2 separate regions of the Danio rerio genome follow, and region 2 is linked to region 1. A link is a contact called in public Micro-C data. All regions are on one chromosome and are shown on one strand. The core of a region is the stretch at or near the end of the contact, and the rest is flanking DNA. Distances in the headings are between cores, read along the strand shown. Region 1 holds the start of usp7 (ubiquitin specific peptidase 7 (herpes virus-associated)). Region 2 holds the start of eci1 (enoyl-CoA delta isomerase 1).

Evidence for each region. A called contact is a pair of places that touch in the nucleus more often than the background predicts.
Region 2: a contact with region 1 is called in a Micro-C map of caudal fin, with 4 times the contacts expected there. The contact joins the promoter of eci1 here to the promoter of usp7 in region 1. A contact is called at or near these places in 2 of 18 Hi-C or Micro-C datasets (caudal fin and hematopoietic stem cells) and 2 of 4 datasets of contacts at active chromatin or transcription factors (embryo and gastrula embryo).

What each region holds. Positions count from the first base shown.
Region 1 is chr3:26,346,200-26,349,760 of GRCz12tu, reverse strand. usp7 (ubiquitin specific peptidase 7 (herpes virus-associated)) reads right to left here and starts at 1,538. Exons shown (of 31, transcript XM_686123.10): 1 at 643-1,538. The coding sequence starts at 724.
Region 2 is chr3:26,511,264-26,514,824 of GRCz12tu, reverse strand. It overlaps eci1 (enoyl-CoA delta isomerase 1), which reads right to left and starts at 2,028. Exons shown (of 7, transcript NM_001305584.1): 1 at 1,906-2,028; 2 at 1,401-1,523. The coding sequence starts at 1,945. It overlaps arhgdig (Rho GDP dissociation inhibitor (GDI) gamma), which reads right to left. Exons shown (of 6, transcript NM_001423647.1): 6 at 3,525-3,561.

The sequences.
Region 1 (3,561 bases), core at 289-2,788:
CTGCTCTAATTCTTCTGCAGTCAGACAACAAACGTTTCACGACTTGACGTTACGGCACACGCATAATCGCAGACTTACGTTTATCCATTCTGCATGAAACGGGGTTTCGTCCAGATAAATAGCCAGCGCATTTGTGAGCGTTTTACCCCTTGATGCTTTTCAAAAAGTTGCCCACGGGATCTACAGGTGTAGCCGAGGGGCTCCTTACATAATCAGATGAAAACCTGACACAGTTTGGGAGGCAAGAGCTTAAAGATGGGGCTGCGCCACGTTAAATGCATGCAGCGTTTAGCCAAACGCTAATAAAACAAACCCCTATTCTAGTAACAGACACATATGCAGATATTATTTTAGAAACCCGCCCACTATGGGATTTTAATGACAACGCAGGACTGTATTAGAATTATATAAACGAGAATGTAAATAAAGAAAACGATGGACTTTTTGCTGACTGGCTAAACTCATGCAGCGAGGCAACGATTAGCTGCTGGCTAACAAGCTATCGGGGTCAAAACATGCGACAGAGAGGCTTGGTAATAAACAGTTAACTCCAGTAAAAATCTGGCTTTGTTGTGATAATGTTGGCTGTGGTGTTAAATGCAAGCGTGTGAGCTTTTGTTATGGCACGAGGCCTTGACGTACCCTCCATCTCCATGTCCTCGGGCTCGCTGAGCTGCTGCTCGCCGGCTTTCTGCTGCTGCTGCTGGGTGTGATGGTGGTTCATGGTGGCGGCTGAAAGGATGAGATGATGCCTGGGCTCTTTGTCTCCCTCGGGCCGGTCTGGTGGCGGTTCCGCGGGCAGAGGCTGGTTGGGAGTCAGAGGACGCGGAGGTGGGGTAAACAGGTCGAGCCTTTGCGGCTGGGCCTGCACTAAGACGACCTCGGCCTTGTCTGCTGTCAGCGCCGGGGATGGAGGAAGGGAGGCCGGTGGGGGAGCAGGCAGAGAAACGCGGACGTATTTGCTCGCTATTCGCCCAATCTCGGCGCCTGGGTGAAGGGATGCTAACGTTAAGGGTAGTCGGTGGTCTCGGGCTTCTGCTTCGCGAAGGCCCGATGAATGAAACCCCGGCTTTCCCCAGTACTTACTAGTGCGGGGCGAATACAACTCACAACAACCTGCAGCCGGGGAAAACACTGATAGCCCAGCTGGAGCTAGCAAAAGTGATGAAACGACAAACAGCGCGACTCACGCGCCCCCGAGAGATTATATTAAATACAACTTCCCATGCAATATTTCCAGTCCGTTTGCTCCTCCGATTGTCCCTCTTCTGGGGGGGAGCGGAGAAAAAGCCTATCCATTCAAACCAGACTCTAATGTGAAATCGCACTAATTTAGAAGTTCAAACTCACAAAGATGCCCGCGTTTCGCCTCGCCGTTGTCACAAGAGAAACTAGCCTGAACACCTAACGCTTAATTGCACCCTTAACCTGCATCCCAAACGGCTGTTGAACGCAGAAAAGATAATTTTGCCCGGTCACGGCCAGAGCCTCTCTCACCCGCTCCCGTGGTTTATGATGTTCAGTTTGAGGTAAAACTCAAAATGGCGGTCGCGCTCTTCTCTGAAATGTCACATCCGCATGGAGATCCAAACAGTGGCGCACACCGCCAGCGCCATAAACACAAATTCTTCCTCACACTAGACTTTATTGAAACTTAGCGGTTTTAATCTTTTTTTTTATTGTTGTTGTTGTTATTTTTTTTGTTTTGCTGCCAGCTTAGCAGCATCTCTACAGATTATGTAGCACGTGGGTTGAAATTTGTTTTTATAAATATATTATTTTTGCAATTATTTAGAAACAATCGTTTAATAAATGGCCTTGAGATAAGAACTGTGCATATCCCATAATTTTAATTCAAATGAGTAATATATTAACAATAATTATAAATTGAATTCAATCTTGATGTGAATTACTAGTATTGAATTTATTTCTACAGAGTTTTAGGATAAATAATAGAACATATGGACCTGTATTAAACGTAAAAGGAACGAATATCTAAATTTCAAAGGAAAAAAGTATTTATTAAAATAAAATAAAACATGTATTTAAACCTGATACAGGATACAGCTACTTTTATCAAAAGACCAATAGGTCATTTAGAAAACATTTTTATCTGTTTTTAAAGGCCAAAATTAATTAACAATTTTTGTTTTTTGCATGTAACATAATTGTAAAAAATAATAATTTTAACACAATGGCTTACAGCTGTGTGTGTATTATTATGCAAAATGCATCACCATCACAAGATGAATTGATTTTTCACCATTAGATAAAGCTTACAATAATTTGGAAACCGCATCAATTCGTTCATCATTCTTATGGCTCTAATTGCCTATATATTTTATTTTTTTAATATAATTTTATTTGTTAGCACCATTATGTTGACAGTATGTCCAGTTATGTCTTTTGTGCTACACTGAGACTGACAGGTCTACAACAATGTCAAGTCATGGGAGGTGTGTGTGAGGGGGTTTGGGAGGTGGAACTAATCAGTCAAAAATATTAGCAAGGAAGGCCAACAGCTGGGTCCTGTCTACATATTATCATTCAAGCTTTAAAAACAGAATTAATGTTCTCTGCTATTTTGTTGAATACTGTAACATTCATTTAAAAAACAGTGTGGTTCATTATGACATTGATATGGTCAATAAAATAGCCAGAACCTTTAATTTATTATAAGCCAAAACCGCATTAAGTGCACAATCTCAGCACAATTCTTAGACTTATTTATGCACAGTGCAGGTCATATAGAAAATGCTATATTCATACATTCATTCATTCATTTTCTTTTCGACTTAGTCACTTTATTAGTCAGGGGTAGCCACAGCGGAATGAACCAACCACTTATCCAGCAAGTTTTTTATGTAGCGGATGCCCTTCCAGCCGCAACCCAACATTGGGAAACACTCCACACACTCTTGCACACACTCACATACGCTACGACCAATTTTAGCTTACCCAATAGTGCATGTCTTTGGACTGTGGGGGAAACCAGAGCACCCGGAGGAAATCCATGCAAATACAGGGAGAACATGCAAACTCCACATAGAAACACCAACTGACCCAGCTGGGGCTGGAACCAGCAACTGTCTTGCCGTAAGGCGATTGTGCGCCACCTAGGTGCAAAATTTCATATTAAATTTTCATAATCAAAGCTTGTAATCTGTTTCACACCATGGAGCTCTAATGTGATCAGTGTTCGCATATATATTCTGCTTTCCACATTGATGCAAAATGATTACAGAATTAACAGATATTACATCTACTGACATCTGTATATATAAATAGGTATTTTTATATAAAAAAAAACATATAACCTTGAGCAAACAAAAGAGTATCTATGAGGAGTAAAGCTTAATTGTACATGACAGTTGTTGTCACTTGGCATAATTTAAAATTTCTTACTGAAGAGCATCATATTTGCACACTGTGATATTGAACAATTAATAATAAAGTTAGTTGATTTCATAATCAAAGCTTGTAAACTGTTTCACACCAGGAGCCCTTATGTTATCAGTGGCTTTACATAATCTGCTTTCCACATTAATGCATAATGATTAC
Region 2 (3,561 bases), core at 779-3,278, 160 kb before region 1:
ATTTATTAAAAATAGGAAAAAGTTAATAGCTATTTCTTAGCCACGTTCAAAATATTGTGTCAAAAATGTTTTGAATTAGAATTTAAAAAAATGTTAATAAATGTATATGAGCAAACCGTTGCGTTGTACCCACGTGAATGTCTGCTTCCAAGACTTCCTTTTAGCCTCATAATTTGATGTTGACGTCACTTCGCTGTACTGGTTTTTTCCAAGTTACAAAAAAACAAAATGCTCACAACATCCAATCAGATAAGAGGAACCAAAACGGTTTCTTGATTCTAAGACTGTATTCATACACAATTGACAAATAGTCACAAGCAAATTTAACTTTTGTGACAAGGCAGCACAGATCGGGCCAGTGACAATCCTGTCTACTGTCCCGAGTGCCTCGCATGCTGGCCCAGGGCCCTCGGGCAGTCCTTATTGTTGAGCCCTGAAGTGTGATTTAAATGGTTGCCCCCTTGTTTTCTGTAGTTTGCAAAATATGTATTTAATTGTGTTGTAACTTGTAATCGCTCCATGCTGCTTGTAATGCATCTCTCCAGGTTTATTGGAGCTATTCACATGTTGCCTCCAAAACCACATTGAAAATATGCCATGCTTCTTCCTTTACTGATTTAAATGCGTTTCTGTGCTCGATTCCCTGCTATTTGTCATTGCTTTAGCCATCATCAGCTTTTCTTACACACATGAGATGCGCTGATGCGGTAATTTTTCAAAGTAGTTCAACTTTTGCCACTGTGTGGATTAATACTGAATGTGTGTCATTATTACTTGGCATTGTGAATAAGAGTAGAGTAATATGCTGGTGTTTTTTTTTTTATTATTGCATTGGGCTTACACACTTACTCTATTCCGTCTTGCACTGAACACAGTCAACCCATCACAACAGACTGGGTCATCGAACAAATGACCACAGATTAGCATCATGTTAAGGAAAGGTTTGGGAACAAATCATTTGGGAGTCGTTGGGATAATTAGATAAAAATAAATAAATATTATAAGAAAGTGTTTTTTTGACCTTGCATGCATATCAGCCTGTTGTTGGAGACTCCCAAAACCAAAATATGACCTTTTATAATGCATAATAGGGGCTCTTTAAATGCACAGTTTACCAAAAAATGTACTGTCTTTACTAAGTCTCAAGAGGTTCCAAACCACTTTATTAGTTTATTTTATTTTCTGTCGAACGCAACAGAAGATATTTTGAACACAGCTAAAATCCTGGAACCATTAACATCCATAGTTGGGCAATCAAATACTTTGGTTTCCAGCTTTATTTAAAATATCATATTTTGTATTTAACAGTAAAAAGAATTGTCAAACAGGTTTTTAACAAGAGAAAGACGAGTAAATGATGACAGAATGTTCAGTTTTGGTTGTTACCCCTTTAATCTTACCGTTACTACTGTCCAGGTCCACTTTAATCTTGGAAGATGTTGAATAATCGTTTTTTGACACAAGATACCGAAGAGCACAACTTCTACCATGACTGCTGTTTCCAGAGAGCAGTGATAGAAATCCTGCAAGAGAAAGCTTACATTTTAAATGCAAAACTAAAGGTCCTGATTTATTTGACTTTGTACTCATCTGTAAACATGGAATGTTACTCTAATACTAAAGCTGTGCCCTAAGAAGAGGACGTGGCTTTAACACAAAACACAAAGATGAAAGAAAACACACAACATAATTTTTGTGTCATGTGTCGACTGTGTTTCTTTTCTACATCCTATCTTTCATAAACATTACAGGAGGTTGACAACTGCTTTGTGCTGCTCTGACCTTTGTCCCAATTTCTCAATGCATTACAGCATGCACTTAAGTCAGAACATGCACTTAAGTCAGAACATTGTCGCTGCACAATACAATCCAGCTAAAGTTTAATAACGGACGAAAAACACCTACCAGGATGGGTGAACTTGGTGCAGCCCCTTAAAACCGACATTTCGAAAGCTGCAGATATATCGCTGTTGCTAAATGCAAACTTTCGTTCTGCGTCTGTGTGCGCGTGTTGCCAGATCTTAAAAGAAAAATCGCTTATCTGTACCATCAAATTGTTTTTTAAAATGAGTCTTTCAACAAAATGAGATAATATTTACATCTGGAATCTTTATTACAAATAATCTAAGCAATATTTATGAATAAAAGATGAGAAATGCTTGGCTTAAAGTGATAAAAACACTATTTAAAGAGGACATGGCAACACAGTGACGTAGAAACAGTAACATCGTGTGGCTGGTGAGTATGTCAATCAACGAGACAGCCAATAAGCAAATACGTATGTGAGGCAGTTTATTATGATTGGGCATTTTCGTCGTGAAAGGTGGTAATTCATTTATTTTATTTCCGGCTTAGTCCCCCCTATTTTTCCGGGGTCACCACAGCGTGATGTACCGCCAACTTATCCTGCACGTATCCCCACAGTCCAAAGACTTGCAGTATAGGTGAATTGGGTAACCTTAATTGTCCGTAGTGTACGATTGTGAATGAGAGTGTATGTTTAGTATATGTTTCCCAGAGTTGGGTTGCAGCTGGAAGGGCTCTGCATAAAACATATGTTAGATAAGTTGGCGATTCATTCTGCTGTGGTACCACTGATTAATAAAGCGACTAAGCTGAAAAGAAAATGGATTAATAAATAATTTTGGGTGAACTGGTTTTTGGACTGTTATCATTATTTATTTTGTTAGATAAGCTCCAAATTTGGCTGCAGTACTGACTAATGTCTTTGCACAAGTATAATATTGTATAGCTTCCAATTAAAATATGAATTTAGAAGAGAGATTTGTGAGGGAGTACTTATATGCTGAGCACTATAGCTCTTTTGAAGCTTTTTTTTATGGCTTTAACCCCAGTAGCTACTCCCTTTCGCCCTAAAACATTTAAAACCAAATATACCAATAAGGACAGGCCAAACTTTATTAAAAATACAAGATGAAAAGGTTTGACACTTCAGAAGCGATAGAATATTTTTTAAGCAAACGAATAAGAAAAAAAACTGACTAAATCTCACATTACTGCTTACTGCAGTGTCCATTACATCCAAAATGAAACCCCCCAAATAACATTTCTACCACCATGCAATAGCTACAGACTTCACTAATGATAGCATCCATTTATGAAAACAGACAACATGAATTTGAGAAAATATACATCATATGTGATGTGGGATTTCGTCAAATACATCATACAATCATATTTTGACCATGGAGTCACACAGTTATCAAAAATGACAATACACAAAAAAAGCTCTCAGCTAGTCTTTTGTGTGCTCTCTCTTGTTTGTTTGCCTATTGCTAACTAGCTCATAGCTTAACTAGCTAACTTAGCATTTGCACTCTCAGAAAGGCATTTCACATGCAAGTTAAAAAATTTTCAATGGAACTCTGAAACATTGTCTAATATTCCTGAATATGATAGCAAAGTAAAGATCCATTCAAAAGAAACCAAGATAATATGAACGTGTGAGATAAAACATGAGTGATGGAGATGGAAGTGTCAGGAAACAAGCATCAGCGGGCACATAAACAATAAAATGTATTTATTTTGGAATGACAAATG